Regions from separate parts of the Oryctolagus cuniculus genome. Here region 2 is linked to region 1. Evidence: chromatin contacts called from public Hi-C data. All regions are on one chromosome and are shown on one strand. The core of a region is the stretch at or near the end of the contact, and the rest is flanking DNA. Distances in the headings are between cores, read along the strand shown. Region 1 holds the start of TATDN3 (TatD DNase domain containing 3). Region 2 overlaps VASH2 (vasohibin 2).

Region 1 (7,513 bases), core at 1,731-4,230:
GCATGGGAGACCAGGAAGAAACTCCTGGATCCTGGCTTCAGATCAGCATCAGCGCAGCTCTGGCAGTTGCAGCTATCTGGGGAGTGAGCCAGCAGATGGAAGACCTCTGTCTCTCTCTTCCTCTCCCTCTCTGTAATTCTGTCTTTCAAATAAATAAATAAATCTTGGAAAGAAAAAAAAAAAAGAGGACTAAAGGAATTTGGTAGTACTATTAAATGTCTCTTGTACATTGTAACAATGTATCTTAAAAGGACTACTCTTAACACAAAGAGGATTAATGGGAATATTCACTTCAGTTCTGCAATAATGAAACTTTAAGGGGAAAAATACATAAATCCAAAAGTAGAAAATTAATTAAACAACACATACATACCATGTAGGACTGAAAAAGAATGAAGAACACGTAATAGCCAGACATATTTGGCTAAAACAAACAAAAAAACTCCAAAAATCAAAAAACAATGTGGGGCCATCATTATGACATACAGGGGATAAAGCCACAGCCTATAATACCAGCATCCCACATGGGTGCCAGTTTGTGTCCTAACTGCTCCACTTCCGATCCAGCTCCCAGCTAACAGCCTGGGAAAAGAAGTATGCTTGAGTGTTTGGGCCCCTACCACCCATGTGGGAGACCTGGATGAAGCTTCTGGCTCCAGGTTTCAGCATGGCCCAGCTCTGGCTGTTGCGGCCATCTGGGCAGTGAAGTAGCGGATGGAAGAGTGCTCGCTCACTTGTTTTCTCCCCCTCTCTTGCTCTGGAACTCTTTCAAAATAAATAAATAAAACAAAAACAAAACAAAAAAAGCATATAGCAGTTGGATAACAATTCATCAGCAAGACCCTATTAATGTAAACAAACAAGCAAACAAAAACAAAAAAGGGGTATAGAAGGTTTACAGCCCCCAACTACTCTCCAAAATACTAAGTTATCTCTAGGAATATGGATGAGGAAGGGGAATTCGAAGCAGACTTTTGTTCTAGGCTATTGTTTGACTTTTCTATAATGAGCATGCACTCTGTACCATCTGTATGATTAAAAATAAGCATAAATCAAGTGATTGATAGCTATGAGTTAAGATACAAGTCCTACATTTTATAAAGTAAAATTTCTACTTTATGGGTTTTCAAGGATTATCTGAAAATGCAAACTGTCTTGGTAATATTGCATGGTTGCATCAATACTTCTTCTTTTTTTTTAAGATTTTCATTTTAGTTATTATTTGAAAGGCAGAGTTACAGAGAGGCAGAGAGAGAGAGAGAGAGAAAGGTCACTCCCCAGATGGTCACAATGGCCGGAACTATGGCAATCTGAAGCCAGGAGCCAGGAGCCAGGAGCTTCTTCTGGGTCCCCCACCCAGGTGCAGGGACCCAAGGACCTGGGCCATCCTCCACTGCTTTCCCAGGCCACAGCAGAAAGCCGATTGGAAGCGAAGCAATAGAGACTCGAACGGGGGCCCATATGGGATGCCAGCACAGCAGGCGGCAGCTTTATCCGCTGTGCCACAGCACCGGCCCTGCTTCAATACTTTTTAAAAAATATATGCTGCTATGCTCATTATACAGCTTTAGATAAAAAGGTACACTGGTATAATCAAAGCCTTATATCTACCCCTTTGTTTAAAACACAAATGAATTCCACTGATATCTTCTAATCCACTTTAAGATCACATAAAATAGGATATATTAGGTTAACCATGCTCTTTTTCTGTGATTAAATGTTTTAAGTACTTTAGCACTCCCTAAGAAAGGACATAGTATACCGTTAGACAACACAACAGTCTTCTCCCCCCACACTACATATATCTGAGGTATATCTCAATTCTCATCATGCTGCCAAGGAGGGAATTATCTAAGAGCCATTGACATTCGAACTGGAATACAGAATCACAACCCGGGTGGGTTTCTTCATTCTTCTTCCATTTGGCCTCTATTCTCACCGTTTGTTTACAGAGGAGTCATTCACACCCACAAACGCACTGCGCTACACTGTAACTATAAACTTTACACTTTTTGCCTACATGCAAATAGTGCACTTTCTTATACAGGCACCAATCCCTCAGTTTCTTGTGTCTTTCCCCAAATAACCTACCGTTTTCTAAGCTTTGCAAAATCTTTGAGAAAGGAAGAGGAAATACGAGGATCAACATGTGATCTTAGTGACGTTTATAACCAAGACATCCTCTTTATCGAGTTCAGACTGGTAGAGAATGCTTTTGCTCTGTTTACAAGAAGATCCAAGCCAGACAAAGGGAAAGACCAGAAGCTAGCAGGGTGACTGACTTCCAGGATTCCCCTGACACCACATGTGGAAAAGCTTAACTCAAACCAAAGAACGTAAAACATCGTATTATTTTGTACAGTATTACATGTCCAAGTGGCACCCTGGAGCTACCTGGGTTCAGTTATTTTCTTTCAATAATTTCACCTGTTTTGTGTTTTCCCTTCCTTCAACATAAACATTATACACGGAGCTCTCCTGCCCTAAGTAATTAACAATACTCGGCTGACATTAGCATCTATTTCGTCCTCCCGTTTTGCAGCAGCCCGGGGCACCATTAACTCTGCCGAAGCCTGGCGTGGGGTCTTCCTGAGCCCGGAGACCCCGGGCGTGGGGAAGGAGGTGAGAATTAAAAGGCAGCAAACGCGGCTCGTACCCACTGCACGTCTCGCAGCACCGGCTCCCGAATCTCCTCCGGCAGCGCATCTCCGAGCTTTTGTATGAAGCTGCCGCACAGTTCTAGCACTTCTGTCACGGCCCGTTTCGAGGTGCAGCGCACCCGGAAGTCCTCTCGGGAAGGGCCGGGGACCGGAGCTTGGCTGGCTGTGGCGGCTACTAGCTCTTCGTCCTGCGGAGGTCCGATCACCACCGCTTCAGGAGCCCCCGCCATTTTTCTAGTTTGAACTGTGGGCGGGGACTCTGGGAACGGAAAGGCGGGTTCCCACGGCTCGAAGGAACACGCGTCCGGGCGGAAACTCGCGCCGCCACAGCCGCAGCGTTCCGGCCCCGGCGTGCTTGGGGAGCTGGTTAGGCCCGGGGTGCAGCAGCGGCGATGGGGGCGGCGGGCGTGGGTTTGGTGGACTGTCACTGCCACCTCTCTGCCCCAGACTTTGACCACGTACGTGAGGGCGAGGCGGGGCTCAAGGGAGCGGGGAGGCCGCCATCCTTTCCCCCTCAGAGTGTTTTTTCTCTCTTCCCTTAGAAGGGAGCCCTGAATTCTCCCCAGGCCCTTGGTCTGTGGCCTTTTGGGATCTAGCCGATTCCCCGTTTGACTCGGTCATACCAATTTTTCTTTCTGATCCTGGTTAGCGGTGACGCATCCTGTCTCCGTGAGACTTCCAGGACCTGGCATCGTCTTCGCTATGCCCCGGCCCCGGCTGTTGATCCCTTCAGGCCGCTCAGCGCCTGGCTGAGCAGCAGCTTCCCCCTCCTAGACCTTGTCGCCCCCGTTTCTAATGCGGGAGAGAGGAGTGCAAAAAGACTGACACACACCACTAATTAAAGTGTTTCACGCCACTTTGGTGCTAGAGAAGGAAGACCGGCTGTGACTTTTAGGGGAAAAACTTCTTAGGTGGGGCCGCTTAAGGTTGGGAAGACGAACCGCCAACCAAGACGGAGATGAGGTGGAGAGGAAAGCAAACAGTTCACAGATCTAGACAGCATAGAGTCTGGCACACTGCAGGTACCGAAAGGCTGGATGAGCCTGATAAGCTAGAAAGAGAGCCATGAAACGAGTCTGGAGAGGTTGGCAGGGGATACTGGAGGTGGGTCAGGAAGGAGTTTGCCTTAGACTCACTGTGCAGATCCATTAAAGGGGTTTTGAAAGAGAGTGACAAAGTCTGGTAACCATTGTCAGACCATTTTTGTTGCTGTGGGGCAAATAGAGGAGAGGACTGGAAGCTAGAAGACCCATTAGTAGGCTTTTGCAATATACAGACAAGAGATGGTGGTGGTTGGTACCATGAGGATAGCAGAGGAGTTTGAAGTGGATTCAGGATATATTTAAGAGATAGAACACGTAGTACATGCTGGGGAATTTACTGTAATGAGTTAAGGTAAGGAAGCAAGGATGACTCAGAATGTTGGCTTATGCTATAGAAAGATGGTGGTGAGGGAAGGAAAGACAGGTTTGGGGTGGGATGGCGAGGTAGGCAGAAGGAATAGATTTGTGGGGAGAAAATAAACACTTATGTTTGGCACATGTTGGGGAGTCTGATCCCATCCAAGTGGAGGTGTCATAGGTCTAGTTATTTTTAAATATGAATCATGGGTTCAGGAGAGAGTTAGGAGCTAGAGGTAAAAATTGGGGAATCCACATGATGACATTTGAACCTGCAACAACAGGAGAGACCACTTACGTTAAGAGTAGAGAAAGGAGCAGATGGTCCTGAAGTCAGAAAGAGGAGGGACAGCCAGTTGAGGAGACTAAAAAGTAGCTGTTAGAGTGATGTTGCAGAAGCTCAAAGTGGAAAAAACTTCAAGAAGGAGGAAATAAGCAAGTGAGTGGTTTCAAATACTGCTGATGGGTGGAGGAAGATAGAGCAAAGTCCTTTATATTTGAGAGTGGAGGTTTCTATTTCAGTGGAGAACAGAAGCCAGACTTTAGTGAAACTAAAAGTAAATGAGAGGTGGGCCGGTGTAGAGTCCTCACATTCTGCCACCCTGTTCCTTGCTGTCATTGTCATTTGCTGTGGTGCCTTATCATATACATTGATATACACAGTTACTTTTGCATCCATAGTAATTGTGATAACTTCTACATGTCTTAGGATCTGGATGATGTGTTAGAGGAAGCCAAGAAGGTAAGTTCATGTAATTGCCCTTTCTTTTCTCTATAATTTCAAGGTAAAAAGAACTTGAAGTTTAGAAATACTATGCTGGTGTTGTTTCAGGAGTCAACAGTAAGCATGTGTGAAATGTTTACAGTGTGCCAGCCACTGAGCTCGGCCCTTTCTGAACTTTATCCCATTTAATGTTTCACAACAACCTTCTGAGGAAGTTATTGTTTCGTAGCCCACCATTCCCCGCTGATCTATGAGGAGACAAGGACCTAGACATAAGCGACACATGCTATGAAGTGATAGAGGCTGTTTAGTCTGAATTCAAAATGTGTCCCCACAGTCACCGTGCCTACCAAACTATGGAATGGATCAGTCCATCTGTCAGTTCTTAGATTCACATTGTTATGAAGACCTTGGATATATTGTAAATGTTTCCTGAAACATTTTGATTTGTCTGGAAACAAATTGCTTATTTTAAGAAGCATTTATGAACTTCACTGTAACTATCATTTTATGGTCTTCCCAGAAAGTGATAGAGCCAGAAATCATTGCTAGTACATTTTTATATATAGCCAACTTTCACTGTGGCCGCTTAATTAGGAGGTGGACTTTGTAGATAACAAGCCTAATGACCTTGAGCAAGTTATTTGATTCCATTCAAAACCCTGTCTCTTGGGGCCAGCATTGTGGTATAGCAGGTAAAGCTGCTGCCTGCGACATTGACATCTCATATGGGAAGTTCAAGACCCAGCTATTCCACTTCCCATCCAGCTCCTTGCTAATGCACCTGGGAAAGCAATAGAAGATGGCCCAAATGCTTGGGCCCCTGCACCCACGTGGGAGACCTGGATGAAACTCCAGCCCCAGCCATTGCAGCAGTTTGGGGAGTGAATCAGCAGATGGACAATCTCTTCCTCTATCTCTGTCTCTTCTCTCTGTAACTCTGACTTTCAAATAAATAATATTAAAAAAAAAACCTCTGTCTCCTGTTATAATCCACAGTGGATTATAACAGTGCCTATCTCATAGATTTGTGTACATTAAATGAGGTTATAGTTACTGTATACAGGGCCTGAAGCACAGTAAGTACTCACTGGTAGCCATTATGATTCTATTGATGGAGCATGGGTAAGCAAAGATAACTAAAAATGCACAGAAAACCATACAGTTTCATTTAATTTATATTAAATGTATATATTATCTAGGTTTCCATTCTTTTATTTTTCTTTCAGGTCAACGTTATGGCCCTTGTGGCAGTTGCTGAACATTCAGGGGAGTTTGAAAAGATTATGCAACTTTCAGAAAGGTACTACTCCTAATTAAGATTTGTAAGAGTTGATGGGGTGGGCATTTGGCTTAGTGGTTAAGATGCTGCCTGGGATGACTATCTCATAATGGAGTGTCTGGGTTCAAGTCCCAGCTGCACTTCCAATTCCAGTTTCCTGTTAATGCCCACCCTGGGAAGCAATGGCTGATGGTCCAAGCATTTGGGTTCTTGCCACCCACATGCGAGAACCAAATTGAGTTCTGGGCTCCTGACATCAGCATGGTTCAGGTGTGGTTGTTGCAGGCATTTGGGGAGTGAACCAGCAGATGGAAAATCAATCTCTGTCTCTCCCTCTCTGTCTCTCTCTCTTTCTCTGCCTTTCAAATAAATAATAAAGTTTAAAATTTTAAAGAGTTGCTAATTATGACATGGTTATGATGTCAGATTATTTTATATTAAAAGAATAAGGAGGATAAAGCATTTTTTTTTATTTTTTGACAGGCAGAGTGGACAGTGAGAGAGAGAGAGAGACAGAGAGAAAGGTCTTCCTTTTCCATTGGTTCACCCCCCAATGGCTGCTGCGGCCAGCACGCTGCAGGCGGCGCACTGGGCTGATCAGAAGCCAGGAGCCAGGTGCTTCTCCTGGTCTCCCATGTGGGTGCAGGGCCCAAGGACTTGGGCCATCCACCACTGCACTCCGGGGCCACAGTAGAGAGCTGGACTGGAAGAGGAGTGACCGGGACAGAATCCAGTGCCCTGACTGGGACTAGAACCCGGTGTGCCAGTGCTGCAGGCGGAAGATTAGCCTATTGAGCTGCACCAGCCAGGATAAAGCATATTAACATAGCCCTAAAAAGAGATTCTTTTCTATTTGCTTTTTTTTCCCCTGTTCACTTCCCAAATGGCCACAACAGCCAGAGCTGGGCCAGGTCAAAGCCAGGAGCCAAGAGCCAGGAGCTTCTTAAAGGTCTCCCACGTGGGTTCAGGAGCCCAAGCACTTGGGCCATCTTCCATTGCTTTCTCAGGTGCATTATCAGGGAGCTAGATAGGAAGTGGAGCAGCCAGGACTTGAACCAGCACCCAAATGGGATGCCGGCACTGCAGGCAGAGGCTTCACCTTCTAAGCCACAGTGCCAGCCCCCTGTTTGTTCTTTAGAGTAGCATTGTAGTCTATTAGTCTGTTATCCCTTCTTTCTTAATTTGTTCTATGCTTTTAGATATAATGGATTTGTCCTGCCATGTTTGGGTGTTCACCCAGTCCAGGAACTGCCATCAGAAGACCAGAGGAGTGTCACATTGAAGGTAAGTCATATCAAATAAGAACTGCAAAAGATGATAATGCCTCACTTGACTCAATAAACCTCCTTTTCAGTTTGTATTCTAAGCAAATAATAAAAAAAAATACTTTCTTTCACAAAGATTTGTTGCAACACTATTTATAATAGAGGAAAAATGGAAACCTAGA
Region 2 (7,513 bases), core at 1,641-4,140, 150 kb after region 1:
CTCTGCGCTGCAGGCCTGGGGAAGAGGTTGAGGGGCTCCTTGTGGGAGGAGAGGAAAACGAGAGGTGCAGAGAAGAGAAGGGCTGTGAGAGGCAGGGGGGCCCCAAGAGGACCCAGGCGCCCCGCCCCTCCCGCTCTTCCCCCTCCAGCTGTCAGCTGCTGCCGTTGCTGCGTGCCGGAACCCAGCACACCCGGGTCCCCAGTGGTCTCTCTGCAGATCGGCAGCTTCTCCCTATGGCCTCCGCCAGGTGGGCTCTCCTCCAGGTAATCTGGCTCTTGGGGAGCGAATGAGAAGGTGACAGAGATGGTTATGACCCAGGAGCTCTGTGGACTCCAGGGATCCTACGTAGGGCTGGTGACTCCATCTCTGCACTATTATTTCAGCATTACATAAGGCCATCGGGTCATTTCTAAATGTGCTGGGTGCCGCAGGAGCCTGGCAGAGGCCCAAGGGGGAGAGAATTCCCGTAACAGACAAGAGGCCCAGCCTCAGCGGGGTCCCTGTCCCCAGCTCTGCGTGGATCATTTTAGTGGCTTTTTTGTCTCCCACATACCTCCTGCTTGCAGCTGGAGCTGCTTCCAGCCCTGAATTCTCCATTTTTGCACTTGCCTCAGTAAGCCCTTGGCAGGAGGACCAGTGTCATGGGTTAGCGAGTCAGCTGGGTGGGGGCCCAGTGGCAGCGAGTGCCCGAGGCCAGCTGAGACCAAGCTTCTAGAGGGCAACGGAACCCCCACCCAGCCCTCCAGCTACGGTACTGTTCATACTCCACTCCCCGAGGAGTGCTGCTGTGTCTTCCACGTGTCACGGCCAAGCTTGTTCCTGTGGCTCATAAAGAGAAGGGAGATGCCAGTTGAGATCCATGTGTCTGGTCCTCCGGGGCCCCCGTGCTTCTCAGCCCCGCGACCACCTCGCCCAGGAAAGAACCACCTCGGGTGCCAACAGGGCCCCCTCGGAGATGTGTGCACACCCTCTGAGGGCCTCTCTGTCACCGGCAGATGGCAACCCTTGGCTTGTTGCCTGTGGCTGCGAGAGCAGGAGTGAGCGTGCCATCCTTTTCTGGCTTGGCCACCCGTGTGCGCCTGAAAGCAGCTCATGCCAGTGGAGTGACCACATGGGACACTTCTACGTCGGGGCCAGAGGACCCCAAGAGAGCCTCTTTGTATTCTCCTCCTCGTGTGGTTCCTCTCTTTGCTGTTCATGATTCTCTTCCTCCCTTTTTCCCTCTGATTGCCTTTCTTTGTCATCCATCCCTATGGCGGCTTCTAGTTCTAGAGGGCTCTGTTCACCCTGCTCAGGATGCTAGGGTCCCAGAAGTTCATAAGCCCTGCTTCAAGATAAGGTCTCCTTCCCGTGAGGGCCACCCTGCACCCTGGGTTCCTGCTCCGTTCTGCCGGGAGGGGCTGCCTGGCCCCAGTCTGGCTGAGACGGGCAGAGGCCAACTGATGAAGTCAGATTGGATCCCACGGTCTGATCACACGCAAGGTGTTTTAAAGGGGACCCAAGACATCATTTGCCTTAGATTCCGAGTGAGAAGATATCCCCAGGGTAGAAGGAAGGACATTTCCTCAGCATGGAAGGTAGAGGGGAAACAGCAGAACCTCCAGGGGGACGCAAGCAGCCGTGTCTGCTCCCACGGCCAGCCCGACTGTTACCCCAGGGAGCTCCTGCGGCCCAGGGGCCTGGGAACTTTGGAGAACCCAGGATGGACTGGCTCCCCAGAGTCAGACATGGTGGGGCTCCCAGAGCAGAAGGCTGAGTGCGGAACCTGGATGCAGCACCCTGGGATCTCCAGCGGTGGTCTGTGGCCACTGGTCCTGGCCAGTGCCTCCCAGCTGGGGAAGGCCTGGGGGCTGGGCCCAGTCTGTCTGGCGGGGGGTGGGGGGGGACACTGCTTACAATGCAGCCACAGTTGTCTGCCTGTCAGCCACCGGCCATGGTGCCTGCGGTCCTTCCTGGTAAGTCGGGAATGTGTGGAGGAGCCGGACAGCCTTGAATGAGGGCAGCAGGTGTAAATGAACTGCTCCCTCGCGCCTGCTGTTCCTTCAGCTGAGGCCTCCCCAGACAGGCGCCTGCCCTGCACTAAGTCCCGCCAGACCTGGGCAGGCCTGGGCTTTCTCTCATGCTGGGCAGTGCCAGGCTCCCAGCACCCCTGATCGAGGACTGAGGAGCCAACACTACCGTTGTGTCCCTTCCTGGTATCCCAGTTGTGGCCCCAGACATGCCATCACTTTCTGAAGCTTCCCTGGGGCAGGGTCCACACTGGCCACGTTGTAGGCCGGGCACCGAGGTGGCCTCAGAGCGTGTGAAGGACTCGACGTGCACCTGGAGAGTTTAGATGGCAGCGGCAGGGAGCATCTTCCAGAGAAGAGCCATGGCAACATTTTAAGAATTAACAAGCGAGCTTACCTCCCAGCCTGCCCCTCTAACAGCCTCTGTCCAGCTGGCTCCTCGGACTCCAGGTCGGAGCTAAGGATAGATTAAGACCTGGTCCCCAACTGGTCACCCCAGGTCGCCCTGGAGGCTGGGATTATCCGGGTGGGTGCAGGGACACGGGTGTCCTCCTTCCTTTCCCAAAGGGCATCATAGGAACCTTCGCACCCTCCTCCTCTTCCTGTAAGAATGGAGCCTTGCAAGAGGAAAACCCTTCGCTTCCTTTGCCGCATTGGGACTGCGGCAGATTTTGGAGAAACACGTTCAGTCTGAAATACTCACCCTGAGTCTGAGCAGAGCTTCTGGGTCAGGGCTGGCTGAATCATCCTGGAACTCCCGTTTCTTAAAAATAGCCCCCCCCCCGGCAATATTCTAATTATAGCTGGGGAGTACTTGGAGGGGGCCTCTCACACACGAGAGCTCGCCCAGCGCTGGCCCTGAGCCGAGCTGGCAAGAACACGCCATGCTTCTGGCTGGGCCCCAGAAGCAGGTGGATGCTGGGCTCACCCACGGCTGCCCTCTGCCAGGCCCAGACATGGCAGCCGCTGCTGGGGTCAAAGAACAGGATTTCATCTCCCAGGCCAGGCAGTGTAGCTTGTATTCCAGGAAGCCACGTGCCCAGCTGAAAATCTGTAAGGGTGAGAGTGGATGCTGAGGAGAGGTGGACAGACTGCCACACGCAGACCATTAGAAACAGCAGCTAAAAGAATTCATCTACAAATGTCATTTCTTTTTGGAATAGGAATATAGGCTTATGCTGTAAAGGAAGGGTAGGGTGGAGTTATTGTTGTTTTTTAAGCTCTATTTATTTGCAAGTCAGAGTTAAGGAGAAATAGGGATCTTCTATCTGCTGGTTCATTCCCTAAATGTCTGCAATGGCCATGTCTATGCCAGGTCAAATCCAGGAACCAGGAGCTTTGTCCTGGTCTCCCTCGTGGGTGCACGGGCCCAAACACTTGGGCCATCTTCCACTGCTTTCCCAGGCACATTAGCAAGGAACAGGATTGGAAGTGGAGTAGCTGTGACCCAAACTGGCACCCATATGGGATGCCAGCATCACAGGCAGCAGCTTTACCCGCTATGCCATAACACCAACCCCAAGAGATGGCATTTTAATTTTTTTTAAATTTTTTGACAGGCAGAGTTGGACAGTGAGAGAGAGAGACAGAGAAAGGTCTTCCTTTGCCGTTGGTTCACCCTCCAGTGGCCACCGCGGCGACTGGCGTACCACGCTGATCTGATGGCAGGAGCCAGGTGCTTCTCCTGGTCTCCCATGGGATGCAGGGCCCAAGCACTTGGACCATCCTCCACTGCACTCCCTGGCCACAGCAGAGAGCTGGCCTGGAAGAGGGGCAACCGGGGCAGAATCCGGTGCCCCGACCGGGACTAGAACCCGGTGTGCCGGCGCCGCAAGACGGAGGATTAGCCTAGTGAGCCGCGGCGCAGGCCAAGAGATGGCATTTTAATTGCTCTAGGAAATGACCTGCATTTGACCCTTTTCTCAAGCAAGGACAGCGTGTACTTACATGAGGCTCATCCTCGGGCGAGGGATTACTGATGCCTGGACTTCCTCAAGCAGAACACACTGGCGAGGAGGGAACCCCACGCATGTGTAACTGCATTTGCCTGAGGCTGATGCTGATGTATGGGGGGAGGAGGGGTCCATCAGAGGGGTTAGCTGTTTATAAAGATGATCCCGTCTCAGGCAAGGAGACAAAGCAGGCTTTATGGCAAAATGAGTAAGATACATATGGGCTCCTCTCCACCTGACTTGACTGTAAAAACCCTAGCTCTCTGCACAGGAGTAGGTAGTGGGCTAGGGCAGAAATCCAAGTTTAAGTTTGAATCTTTGAGCAGAAGTGTGTTCCTTTTAGCTGACAGCCTAAGTATGGTCCTTATAGAAGCCCCTGGGAGCCACTACTCTAGGCCTGCAGGCAGTGGGCCCGTTTCTCAGGGAGTGGCTCATCCCTGGGGGGTGGACTGAAGGCCAGAGCCTAGCTCTTTGATACCAGCAACAGGACGTGTGGGTTCTATCAGCTGGCAACTTACTAAAATGTATGTATCCTGGGCTCTGTGAGAACAGACACAGAGAAATAAGATGACTTGACAGATAAAGCAGGGGCACAGGTCAGCTGTGAAGGAGGCCCAGGCAGCACAGTTACCTGAGCAGGGCTGAGTCAGAGCAGGTTTCTTCACCACCTCGGGCGAGTTCCAGAGATGATCACAGACTGTGACTATTCCCTCCCATCTCGGAGGAGTGGGGAGATGGGGTGAGGGCGAGACAGAGCAGGGTGCTGTTGGCGGACACCAATGCCATTCATGGAGCTGAGCTGTTCATTTCCAAATCTATCAACACTGAAAGAGCTGGACCACTTTTGTGGCAGGCGAAAACCATTTGCTGTTGGGAAATCTTCAAAGATAAAAACTAAGAAACTTATTGGCAATTGTCACTTAAAACACTTTTGAGCCGGCGCTTCAGCTCACTAGGCTAATCCTCCGCCTTGCGGTGCCAGCACACTGGGTTCTAGTCCCGGTCCGGGCACCGGATTCTGTCCCGGTTGCCCCTCTTCCAGGCCAGCTCTCTGCTGTGGCCAGGGAGTGCAGTGGAGGATGGCCCAAGTGCTTGGGCCCTGCACCCCATGGGAGACCAGGATAAGTACCTGGCTCCTGCCATCGGATCAGCGTGGTGCGCCGGCCGCAGCGCGCTGGCCTTGGCGGCCACTGGAAGGTGAACCAATGGCAAAGGAAGACCTTTCTCTCTCTCTCTCTCTCTCTCACTGTCCACTCTGCCTGTCAAAAATAAATAAAAACACTATTAAAACACTTTTTAAGATTGCATGTGTAACAAAATATGTCCTTGATTTTCTTACTGAACAACCTAAACTTGGTTTACAACCCAGGTTATATCTTATCAAAGAAGGTGACACATACAAATGGAAAAACTGGGGTTAGAGTTCATTATTACACTGCCTGGTTTCAATTCCTGGCTCTGGCTCCCAAGTCCAGCTCCCACCAGTGCAGACCCTGGGAGGCACCAGTTTATGGATGGCTCAACTGGTTGGGTTCTATTTTCACACATAGGAGACCTGAAGTCCTGGCTGAATGTTGTAGGCATCTGGGGAGAGAAACTGGGTGAGAGCTCTCTGAAAAATTTTTTTTGAAGATATATTTTATTTATTTGAAACATAAAGTGACAGAGGGAGAGACAGAGATGATATTCCATCCACTCATTCACTCCCCAAATGGCTGCAATGGCCAGGGCTGGGCCAGACTGAAGCCAGGAGCCTTGAACTCCACCTGTGCCTCCCAGGCACACCAGCAGGGACCTGGATCAGAAGTGGAGCATCTGGGGCTCAAACCAGTGCTTACAGGGGACACTGGCGGCACAGGTGGCAGTTTAACATGCTGCACCACAACACTGGCTGCTGTCTAAACATTTTCTTTTAATGGAAAAGTTGTAAGATGAATTGTGAGAATACTTAGGCATGGATTTGTATTTGGAAATATCTTTAATGAAGACAGACAGTGTGCAACTATGAATTGCTTTCTTCCCAGCCAGCCTGAAGTACTCTCTTACATGACTTCACATACGTGGGTATAGTCTCATCTTGGGAAAGTACTTTAGAAAAGATTTTTTGAGGAATGCTGTTTTATACTGACATGCTTTTTCAGATGAATTCTGAAAAGATCCACCTTGTTACACATTCACGCCTGAGCATGAACAATGTCAGATAACAAGGCTCCTTGCCCGTAGTCCCTGGGCTTCCTCCAGGGCACAGACGCCGGGAGCTCAGTGTTTCAGCGAGAAGCTGCCTGAGATGTTCAGCTCTCCTGCAGAACACGGGACTTCCCATTGCCTTTCCGCGTTCTCAGATCCTGGCAGGCCAGCGTGACGGTGTGACCCAAGCTAGGCTTAAGGCTGAAAAGGCGGATTGAACACTGAAGACTTCAGTTTAAAGTCTAGCCCAAGAGCCTGTCCAAATGCTCCTTAAAACCTGTAAAGGTGTCGGGAGCTCTGGCTGGCAGGGTGAGCGGGGGCTGGGGGAGGGGCTAGGGGAGTTGAGTTGGGGCCTTGGCAGTGCTCAGTCATCCTTCTCTGGTCCATCCCCTTCCCGGCATCCCCCTTCTGCTTTTCACCCCTAGGCCTGCCCTGCCTGAGAAGAAGGCGGCTGAGCTGAGCACGCTGAATGAGGTGGGCTACCAGATCCGAATTTAGCCAGCCTTGCCGAGCCAGCCAGAGCGTCCTGTGGTGCTTCTCCCTGCACTTGCCCCAGCGTCGTCAGCAGCAACAACTATTTATGAAGAACTGGAGCATTTTGTTTGTAAGGACTGACCTGGAAATAGAATCTGAGTGGGTGGAAACATTTAGCTTTAAACAGTTCACCAAGAGGCAACCGTGAAAAGGCGAAGCCATCAGCCCGGCTGGGGTTGGACTGCCTGCCTCCCTCAAGACCTCAAGGATAACCACCGTGACTGTAGTTTTGTACTTTTCCATTGACCTACTTTCTGTTCCTTGCTTTGAACATGAGGCCACACCAGAGGAAGCGCTCACGAAGTCATCTCTGCCACTTTTGGTATAGGAAGGTAACTCAGTCAGTATTACTGTCTTTCTCAGCAATAACAGAAGCAAAGATGGGTGGTTTTTTTTTAAGCAGTCACTATTACCTCAGCATTTTGACATCAGATATGCAAAACTTAATGGTGGTTTTGTTTTTTGTTTTTTTTTTGTATTCTCTGTACCGTTTCCCCAGTACTTCCCATGGGGATCGCCACGACTTTGGGGTTTTTCTTTCTGGTGCACAGTATAAGATTTAAGGTTATTATATGCAACTGTTCTACTAAAACAGCACTGAAATTCTTGTGGCAATACGAGAATCCACGTTCAGGACTTCACAGTTACTTCCTCCGTAGTCTTTTGTAAAGCGTTCTCTAACAGCAGGTTTCCATCTTCCAAAGGAAAACATCAGGCATGTTCGGCAGCTAGTCAGTGTTCTGTCACTACCATTTAAACTCTGCAGATTCCAGCGAAAAGCACAAGAGGCCACAGGCTTAGCGGCACCCTGGCTGCCTCTGACAGTAACAC

The links. A called contact is a pair of places that touch in the nucleus more often than the background predicts.
Region 2: a Hi-C map of embryonic fibroblasts shows a contact between it and region 1, with 5 times the contacts expected there. The contact joins the enhancer-like site here to the promoter of TATDN3 in region 1. A contact is called at or near these places in 5 of 6 Hi-C or Micro-C datasets (ear pinna, embryonic fibroblasts, psoas muscle and 2 more).

The regions. Positions count from the first base shown.
Region 1 is chr13:27,218,587-27,226,099 of mOryCun1.1, forward strand. TATDN3 (TatD DNase domain containing 3) reads left to right here and starts at 2,981. Exons shown (of 9, transcript XM_017347795.3): 1 at 2,981-3,118; 2 at 4,770-4,802; 3 at 6,014-6,087; 4 at 7,266-7,350. The coding sequence starts at 3,053. It overlaps NSL1 (NSL1 component of MIS12 kinetochore complex), which reads right to left and starts at 2,955. Exons shown (of 6, transcript XM_051821327.2): 1 at 2,657-2,955. The coding sequence starts at 2,890.
Region 2 is chr13:27,366,396-27,373,908 of mOryCun1.1, forward strand. The region is part of intron 6 of VASH2 (vasohibin 2); the gene reads left to right. Among named protein-coding and RNA genes, the nearest start is that of ANGEL2, 25 kb to the right of the region's middle. Within about 2 kb of position 2,891, at least 3 of the 8 cell types and tissues checked have an H3K27ac peak or open chromatin away from gene starts, as enhancers often do.